2 separate regions of the Mus musculus genome follow, and region 2 is linked to region 1. The links are chromatin contacts, called in public capture Hi-C maps. All regions are on one chromosome and are shown on one strand. Each heading gives the region's core, a stretch centred on a gene start, on an enhancer-like site or on the middle of the called end of the contact. The rest is flanking DNA. Distances are from core to core; before and after follow the strand shown. Region 1 has its middle 5.2 kb from the start of Gm46842. Region 2 has its middle 20 kb from the start of Gm8273.

Region 1 (3,845 bases), core at 1,009-3,508:
CTTCTTCTTCTTCTTCTTCTTCTTCTTCTTCTTCTTCTTCTTCTTCTTCTTCTTCTTCTTCTTCTTCTTCTTCTTTTGGTTTCTTGAGATAGGGTTTCTCTGTGTAGTCCTGGCTGTCCTGGAACTCACTCTGTAGACCAGACTGACCTCCAACTCAGAAATCCGCCTTCCTCTGCCCCTGCCCCTGCCCCTGCCCCTGCCCCTGCCCCTGCCCCTGCCCCTACCTCTGCCTCCCAAGTGCTGGGATTAAAGGCGTGCGCCACCACTGCCCGGCTCTCATTCGTTTTTATTGTATGTTAATTATTCTATTGTGTAAAAAATCTAGAAAAAGTTGAATAAATAATATAAATCAACAATTACATGTCTTTTATAGATAGCAGGATAGTAGTGCTCAATGACTTTTGCTTGGTTTCTCTCTTTCTCTCACTCTGTAGCTCTGGCTGGACCCACAGAGACCTGCCTGCATCTGCTTTCTGAGTGCTATGATTAAAGGCATGAGTCACCACTGCTGGCCTCAGTGACGTTTCCTCAGCTCACTTCCCCCAAACCGGGTGGTTATGACTCCTTCTGAGTGGAATAAAGGATATGTTCAGCCCATACACATTTGTTTGTGTTCCAGCTCTGGACTCACTACCCCAAACAGTGACTTTCCAAGTATGTTTCCTGCATGCTGATAAGCAATGACCTCAACAAACTGGAAGGGAAATACCCCGAGGAAAGGAGCAGTCACTCTGTACTTCCCTCTCCTTGCCTTGGTGGCAGCTCCTTTAACTCTCTCCTAGCAAGAGACAGCATCACCGATTTTACAGCCAAGAAACTGAAGCCCCAAAAGAACAGTATAGGTAAGACAGCCAAGAAGTTACTGATGGGAAGCTGTTTTCAGGCTTTCTTCTGGCTTCATGAAAGACACAGAACCATCATGGTATGCTACTTAACTAAGCACATATCAACACTGTGTACATTCCCATCAAAAGCTTAAACATGTATTAAAACATGCTAAACCACACCCCTTACACTGAATCAACACACACACACACACACACACACACACACACACACAGAGAGAGAGAGAGAGAGAGAGAGAGAGAGAACAGCCAGCTAAATCACACCCTTTACATACACTCAATACACAGGCAGAGACAGAGACAGAGAGTGGGGGGGGGGGGACGGGACACACACAGAGAACCACAGAGAGACAGAGACAGAGATCACTGGTTGGACCAGAAATGAGCCCTTGGAGCCACAACCCTTGCTAATGCTCCACTCACTGGCTAATTAGATCTTTCTTTTCAAGAATTTGAATAAAGAGAAGGACACACTGTGGCAAAGCCTAAGGTAATCTTTTCAGCCCAGACTTTCACCGGGTCAGGTAGGGGATAGAACAGGAGTCAGTGGAGGGTAGGGGCTCCATGGATCTGCCCTGGTATGCTACAATGCAGGGGGAGGGGAGTGGAAATGAAAGAGGGTCCACTTTGCTCTGCAAAGTTCAGAAGAGCTGCCCCCTGCTCAGGGCTTCCCCATGAGCAATGCTCTTTGAAGCCTGCTGTGCTAGAGCAATTCCTTCTTTTAACTGAGCTAGCTTGAGTAAATTTCTTTCCTTATGACCAAAGATCTGAGACTTCAGCATAAATAAACACAGATAAGAGACACATTTTCTCAAGCCTGTGCTGTCGCTTTGCCATTGATGAGCAGTGTTCCCAAATGTATTCCCACCTGGCTGTCCCCTCAGGAACTTCAATTTCAACATGCAGAAAACAAAGAGCCCACACACACATGTGCACACACCTCCAGCATACTCCCTGTCCCCTTGTTGCCAGCCTCATTGAATGCCATAGTCCCTCTAATTACTTAAAGCCAGAAGCCTAGGACTATCCTTGACTTTTCTTCTTCAACCATCACAAGCCCTCTCAAATACATCCCAACTGGTTCACCCCTTTGCCCACTCTACTCTGTTGTAGTCTGGGCTTCATAGGCTTCGTCTGTCTCATAGTACCTCTCACTGGCTCCCTCCACCCTGTCTTGTTCTTCTCTAACAACCAGATGGACCCTCTAACACTCCACCTTGTTGGTGTAAACACACACACACACACACACACACACACACACACACACACACGGTGTTTACAATCCTACAGTGGCTTCCCTTTGCCTTTTAAGGTAAAATCAAAACTCACGCGCATGGCTTACAGGGCCCTGTTCACTGTAGCCGCTCTAATCCTGTCTCTCAGCATCCTGCCTACAATCTGCCAAAGCTGGACCTCTTTCAGTTCCTCAAAAATGTCATGCTTCTATGCCCAAAGAAGTTGTGTGTGCTTTGTAACCCCTCTTCTGATGAACCCGTCCTCTTTCTCCATGTCACAGCTTAGATTCTGTCCTCCACGAAGTTTAAGTAGCCCAAATATACATTCCTGTAACCTTCTGTATATGATTTCCCAGGCAACCGGCAGACCTTCGTTCACTATAATTAATTATATTCACTATCGCTCCTTCTTGGGGGAAAACCACTGGCTGGCATGCATTGCTCAGTGATGCCCCAATGCTGAAGTGTGTTGCCGCTTAAGAAGCTCTGAAGAAATGAATAAACCCTTGTATCACAGCTTTGTCCTCATGCTCAGGACTATAGAGACAGCGTAATAAATCAGCTCCGCTAACAACTTCATTACTGCTTGTATCCTTACAAATATGGAGTGAGATTGTCAGGCTTGGCAGCAAGTGTCCATACCAGCCCTGTGGTGCTTTTCAACAGTCAATACAAGCTGGGAGTCCTGCAATGGAGATAGCTCATAGCCACCTTCCAAGAGTCCTGGGAAGGAAATCCTTACTACCCAGCTAGGAGCCAGAGGCCTGAAGTAAATCGGATGTGGGCAGCGCATCCCATGTAGAGCTACCGCTAGGGTACCTTCCTAAGCCCAACAGCAGGCTAGGGCTGCTACGCCCCATTAAAAAAGGCAAGAACACAACCCTGGTTCCTTTTCTCTCCCCGGTTCCATTTAACATTCTTTCATTTCTTTCTCTTGCCCATATTCTAATCAACGACAAGAACACTCTGTCCATGTCTTCCCTCCCAAACTGGAACTCAGTCTTTTGGCTCTACTAAATTCCCTGTTTCCGGTGAAGAAGGATTTAAAGCACAGACAAAGAGCTCTGCTGTGGGACCGTCAGGGTTCTGCTGGTTTGAGGTGGATAGAGCCAGGACATTGTGGACTGCAGAGGTGCAGTGACTCCCTGAAGGTGTCCTGATTATAGCTCCAGCAAGCACAGAACTAGAGAATACTAGGGTAAGCACCATCTTCTATTGTTTCTCCCTTGTCCTACACCACAGGCCTTCTTCCTCTGCTGCCCAAGTCCACGCTGACTCTCCACTTTGACCATCTCTCTCTCTCCCTCTCTCTCTCTCTCTCTGATGATACCTTTGTTATTTAGTCTCAGTGTAGCGATCAGCCCCTTGGCAAGAGGAAGGTGTTCTGTCTGCAGTTTTAGCTGAAAAAACACATGTGTTTATCTGAAAGTTGTCTTAAATAGGGTATCTTGATCTAGACATTTAGTTCAATGATAGAACACTTGCTTTGCATGGATAATTGGATCTCCAATACCAAAAAAGTGAAATTTAAATATTCTTCACTCTGCTTAGGTCAAATTTTGCCCGGCTATGGTGCATCTTGTCCCTGACCCTAATCTGGGCACCAGAGGAAGCATGTGGCTTTTGTTGAGACTGCTCAAAGTGTGCCAAACTGAATTCAATGAAATTAAAGTTTCAGTCCACAAACAAGTAGCCAAATAACGAAAGTCGAGAGATGGGCTGTTAAAAGTTCACCACAATTATTTCTTTCCAGGCTCTCAAACAG
Region 2 (3,844 bases), core at 851-3,350, 250 kb after region 1:
GTCAAGTATTTATGTCCTGTGCACAACCACATGTACTGTTCTTTCTGTTTGTTTGCTTGCTTGTTTTGTTCTGTTTTTTGTTTTGTTTTTGAGACAGTTTTTCTCTGTGTAACAGAGCCCTGGGTGTCCTGGACTCACTTTGTAGACCAGGATGGCCTTGAATTCACAGATATCTACTTGCCTCTACCTCCTGAGTGTTGGGATTAAAGGTGTATGTCAGCACACCTGGCTCTTTTTTTTTTTTTTTTTTTTTTTGACATTATTCTCAAAGAAGCCCAGACGGGTTGTGAACTTGAAATCTTCCTTTACAGTCTCCTCTCTCCAAGATAGTATCTATCTATCCCTCCCTCCCTTCCTCCCTTTCTCCCTCCAGTTGCAGGTGACCAAACCCAGGGCCTTCCTGCACTTGACCGGTAGGTATATTTACATCAGTGTCACCACAAATACAAGAGTGATATAATGTGCTAAGACTTTTAGGGTGGCTATGACATTATAGGTATCAGGGTTCTCTCAGCTCCATTTTGATCTTATAAGACCAGGTGCTGTTTGGTGATGGCTGGATTGTCATGCACACATAACTATGCTTAAAGCCGAACTGACGTGACCTCTGGGACTTGCATTAACAGTGTGAAGAAATGGTGGAGCACAGACAAGAGAGGCCATACATTGATGTATGTTGGACTTATAATACCCAGGGAGGGAGGCAACACTGCACATTTCTTTCTACTTTTGTGTATGTTCTGTTTCGTTATAAAAAGTTCATGAGGCCATTTGAAAGTCCAGTACTTCCCTATGTGGCGAGACAGTGCAGACATGGGTCCTGAGGAAGGCTGTTGGTGAAGCCCAGAGCATCTGAACGACCATCTTCTTGAAGAGGAGCAGGAAGCTTTTCTGATGAAACTTCACGGTGCTGGGGTTGTGTCTAGCTGTGGCCTACTAACTTTGTCACCTTGAGCTCATCTCTTACCTCCAAAGAACTCCAAGGCCAGCATCCTCCATCCTTACCTACCTGTGAGGCAGAGATAGTAATTGTGCCAACCGTATAGAACTCATTGTGCCAAAGGAAGCCATGCACAAACCCACCATGCTCCACCCAAGACAAAGTTAAATGTCCAATGGCAGTGTGGGTGTTTTATTTCCCAACAGAATGGTCACAAGAAATAAGGACATAGAGCCAGGTATGGTGGTGCTTACCTTTAATTTCAGCACCCTGGAGGCAGAGGCAAATGTTTGTGAGTTCCAGGCCAGCCCGATCTATAAAGTGAGTTCCAGGATAGTGAGTTCCTTTTTTCCTGTCTAAAAAAGTAGAAAAAAAGAAAGAAAGAAAGAAAGAAAGAAAGAAAGAAAGAAAGAAAGGAAGGAAGAAAGGAAAAGAGAAAGGAAAAAAGAAAGGAAGGAAGGAAGGAAGGAAGGAAGGAAGGAAGGAAGGAAGGAAGGAAGGAAGGAGAAATGAGGACAGGTCTAGAGTGTATAGTGCGACAGAAAACTATTGGAAGTGGCAATGGTGCCCCGGTGGAATGGAGGAATCTAAGGTCTTTGTCCACTGAGGTCATCTGGAGGTCAATGATGACATCATCATGTTCGGCTCATGATGATGTGTAGAATGCAACCAGAGAACAGATAATTAAGCAAGAAGCGCCAGTGGCAACGGGAACAGTGGAAGCTGTGTGCTTCCTTATTTGGATACGAGGAACTTGGGCAGCGAAGACAAGGGAGCCCTTTTGCAGAAGGATGGGAGTTGAGGGGCAGGAGACACTGTCCTCAGCTAGGTAGAGATGGGAGATGTCCAGCAGCCTGCTCCAAAACTCTGGGAGATTGGAAAAAAAAAATCCAGAGAGAGTTAAGGAAGGGAGCTGGGTTTCTGAGGTCTTGGTGGAAGGTGTCTGATGTTAGAATCAGCTTCATACAACAAGGATGGCCAGAGCAGCACAGGGTGGGCCCCCTTAGTGTCAAACGGGCAGGCAGGTGGCAGTCTATACCCTCTGTACTGTTGAGAAGAATGTTCTGTGGCCTTTGAAGTCACCTCCTTTATGTGACAGGAAAAGGGTGAGAATTAATCGCTTCTCTGAGTGGGCCGTGGTGGAATAGAGCCCCCCAGCTGCTGGAGGTGGAACTGCAGCTGTCTGATACTAGCGCTGGAAGAGAGCCCAGCCCCCAAAGCTAAGGGGAGACACAGCTCAAAGAAAACACAGCCTGCGACAGGCAGAGGCCCCATGGAGTGCTAGAACGGGAAACATTTTTTGTAAACACTGTTCTCTTCTCTCTACTCATCGCCTTTATTTCCACTCTACCTCATACCATGTCTGTCTCATCCTGATGTTAAGGCCAAAGAGCCGGTTAAGACAGGAAAACCTGTATCTGGAAACGTATTCACCTGCTTTGTGCTAAAATGCTCCAGAAGTATGGAGCGTGGCCTTCTGATAAGGGTAAGAGTTGGGAAGGATACATTGAAATCTACATTTGCCTACCCCACCCCTGTGCCTGCCCCTCTTTTCCTCTGCCCCTCCCTGAAAACCGAAGAAAAACATGCATGCTAATTGAACCCTCTGAGCTACACCCCCCACTCTTTTTACTTCTTAATATTTTGAGACATCTCACTAAGTTGCCAAGGCAGGTGTTGAATTTTGACTTTTAGTGTCTTAGCTTCCCCTCTATCACAGATCTGGAATTAAGACATGGCATAGGGACTCATTTGAAAAGCACTCTTGGGGCTGGAGAGATGGCTTAGAGGTTGGCTAAGCCATCTGAACTGACTGCTCTTCCAGAGGTCTTGAGTTCAGTTCCCAGCAACCACATGGTGGCTCATATCCATCTTAATGGGATCTGATACCCAATTCTAACGTGTCTGAAGACAGCGACAGTGTACTCATATACATAAAATAAATAATTCTTAAAAAAAAAAAACCAAAGCCCACTCGAGCCTTGAATTTGTGTGGGGCTGGGATACATTGTTTTTCTGCCAAGGCTTAGTGAGGCTGTATCTATTATCCCAGCTGTGGAAGCTGAAGCAGGAGGATCACTTGAACCTCTAAGTTGGAGACTAGCCTGGGCAACATAGTGAAAACTATTTCATAAAACAAAACAACAATAAATGTTCTTTTTTTGTGTGTGTGTGTGTGTGTGTGTGTGTATTTGAGTCAGGGTTTCTCTGTGTAGCCTTCCCTGTCCTGGAACTCACTCTGTTCACTAGGCTAAGTTCAAACTCAAACCAGCTGCCTCTGCCTGTCTCTGCCTCCCAAGAACTAGAATTAAAGCCTGTGTCACCATCATCTGCCTCAAAATGTTCTATTTTTAAAAAAGATTTATTTATTTATATGTAAATACACTGTAGCTGTCCTCAGACACTCCAGAAGAGGGCACCAGATTTCATTATGGATGGTTGTGAGCCACCATGTGGTTGCTGGGATTTGAACTCAGGACCTTTGGAAGAGCAGACAGTGCTCTTAACCACTGAGCCATGTCTCCAGCCCTCTATTTTTTATACTAATATTATTTTAATATTGCAGCCAAACCTAGTTTTAATTAGTATAAGTATTAAATTAGCAACTTATTGTGGAGTATAAAAAGATGACAATGTTTGTAAGAACATAATGAACCAAAATTTTAGCTAAATTATCACCAATTAGACCAAATCTATCTTTATCTACTTACCTACCTATCTATCATCTACCTACCTACCTATCATCTATCTATCTATCTATCTATCTATCTATCTATCTATCTATCTACCTACCTATCCATCTATTTTGGATGCAGGTTTGTACTACACTGTCCTAGCTAGCCAGGGACTCACATGTAAATGAGGCAGACATGGAATTTGCAGACACACAGCTGTCTCTGCTTC

What was found. Capture Hi-C pulls out chosen DNA fragments and counts their contacts.
Region 2: a contact with region 1 is called in a capture Hi-C map of bone marrow-derived macrophages, with 5 times the contacts expected there. The contact joins two enhancer-like sites. A contact is called at or near these places in 4 of 484 Hi-C or Micro-C datasets (Th2 cells, embryonic fibroblasts, macrophages and 1 more), 15 of 115 datasets of contacts at active chromatin or transcription factors (the 230-238 cell line, CD8 T cells, T-cell acute lymphoblastic leukemia and 10 more) and 1 of 9 other capture datasets (bone marrow-derived macrophages).

Annotation. Positions count from the first base shown.
Region 1 is chr4:8,914,159-8,918,003 of GRCm38.p6, reverse strand. No RefSeq gene overlaps it. Among named protein-coding and RNA genes, the nearest start is that of Gm46842, 5.2 kb to the right of the region's middle. Within about 2 kb of position 2,258, at least 57 of the 459 cell types and tissues checked have an H3K27ac peak or open chromatin away from gene starts, as enhancers often do. A contact at or near this core is called in bone marrow-derived macrophages and macrophages, where this site is marked.
Region 2 is chr4:8,665,112-8,668,955 of GRCm38.p6, reverse strand. No RefSeq gene overlaps it. Among named protein-coding and RNA genes, the nearest start is that of Gm8273, 20 kb to the right of the region's middle. Within about 2 kb of position 2,100, at least 126 of the 459 cell types and tissues checked have an H3K27ac peak or open chromatin away from gene starts, as enhancers often do. A contact at or near this core is called in bone marrow-derived macrophages and macrophages, where this site is marked.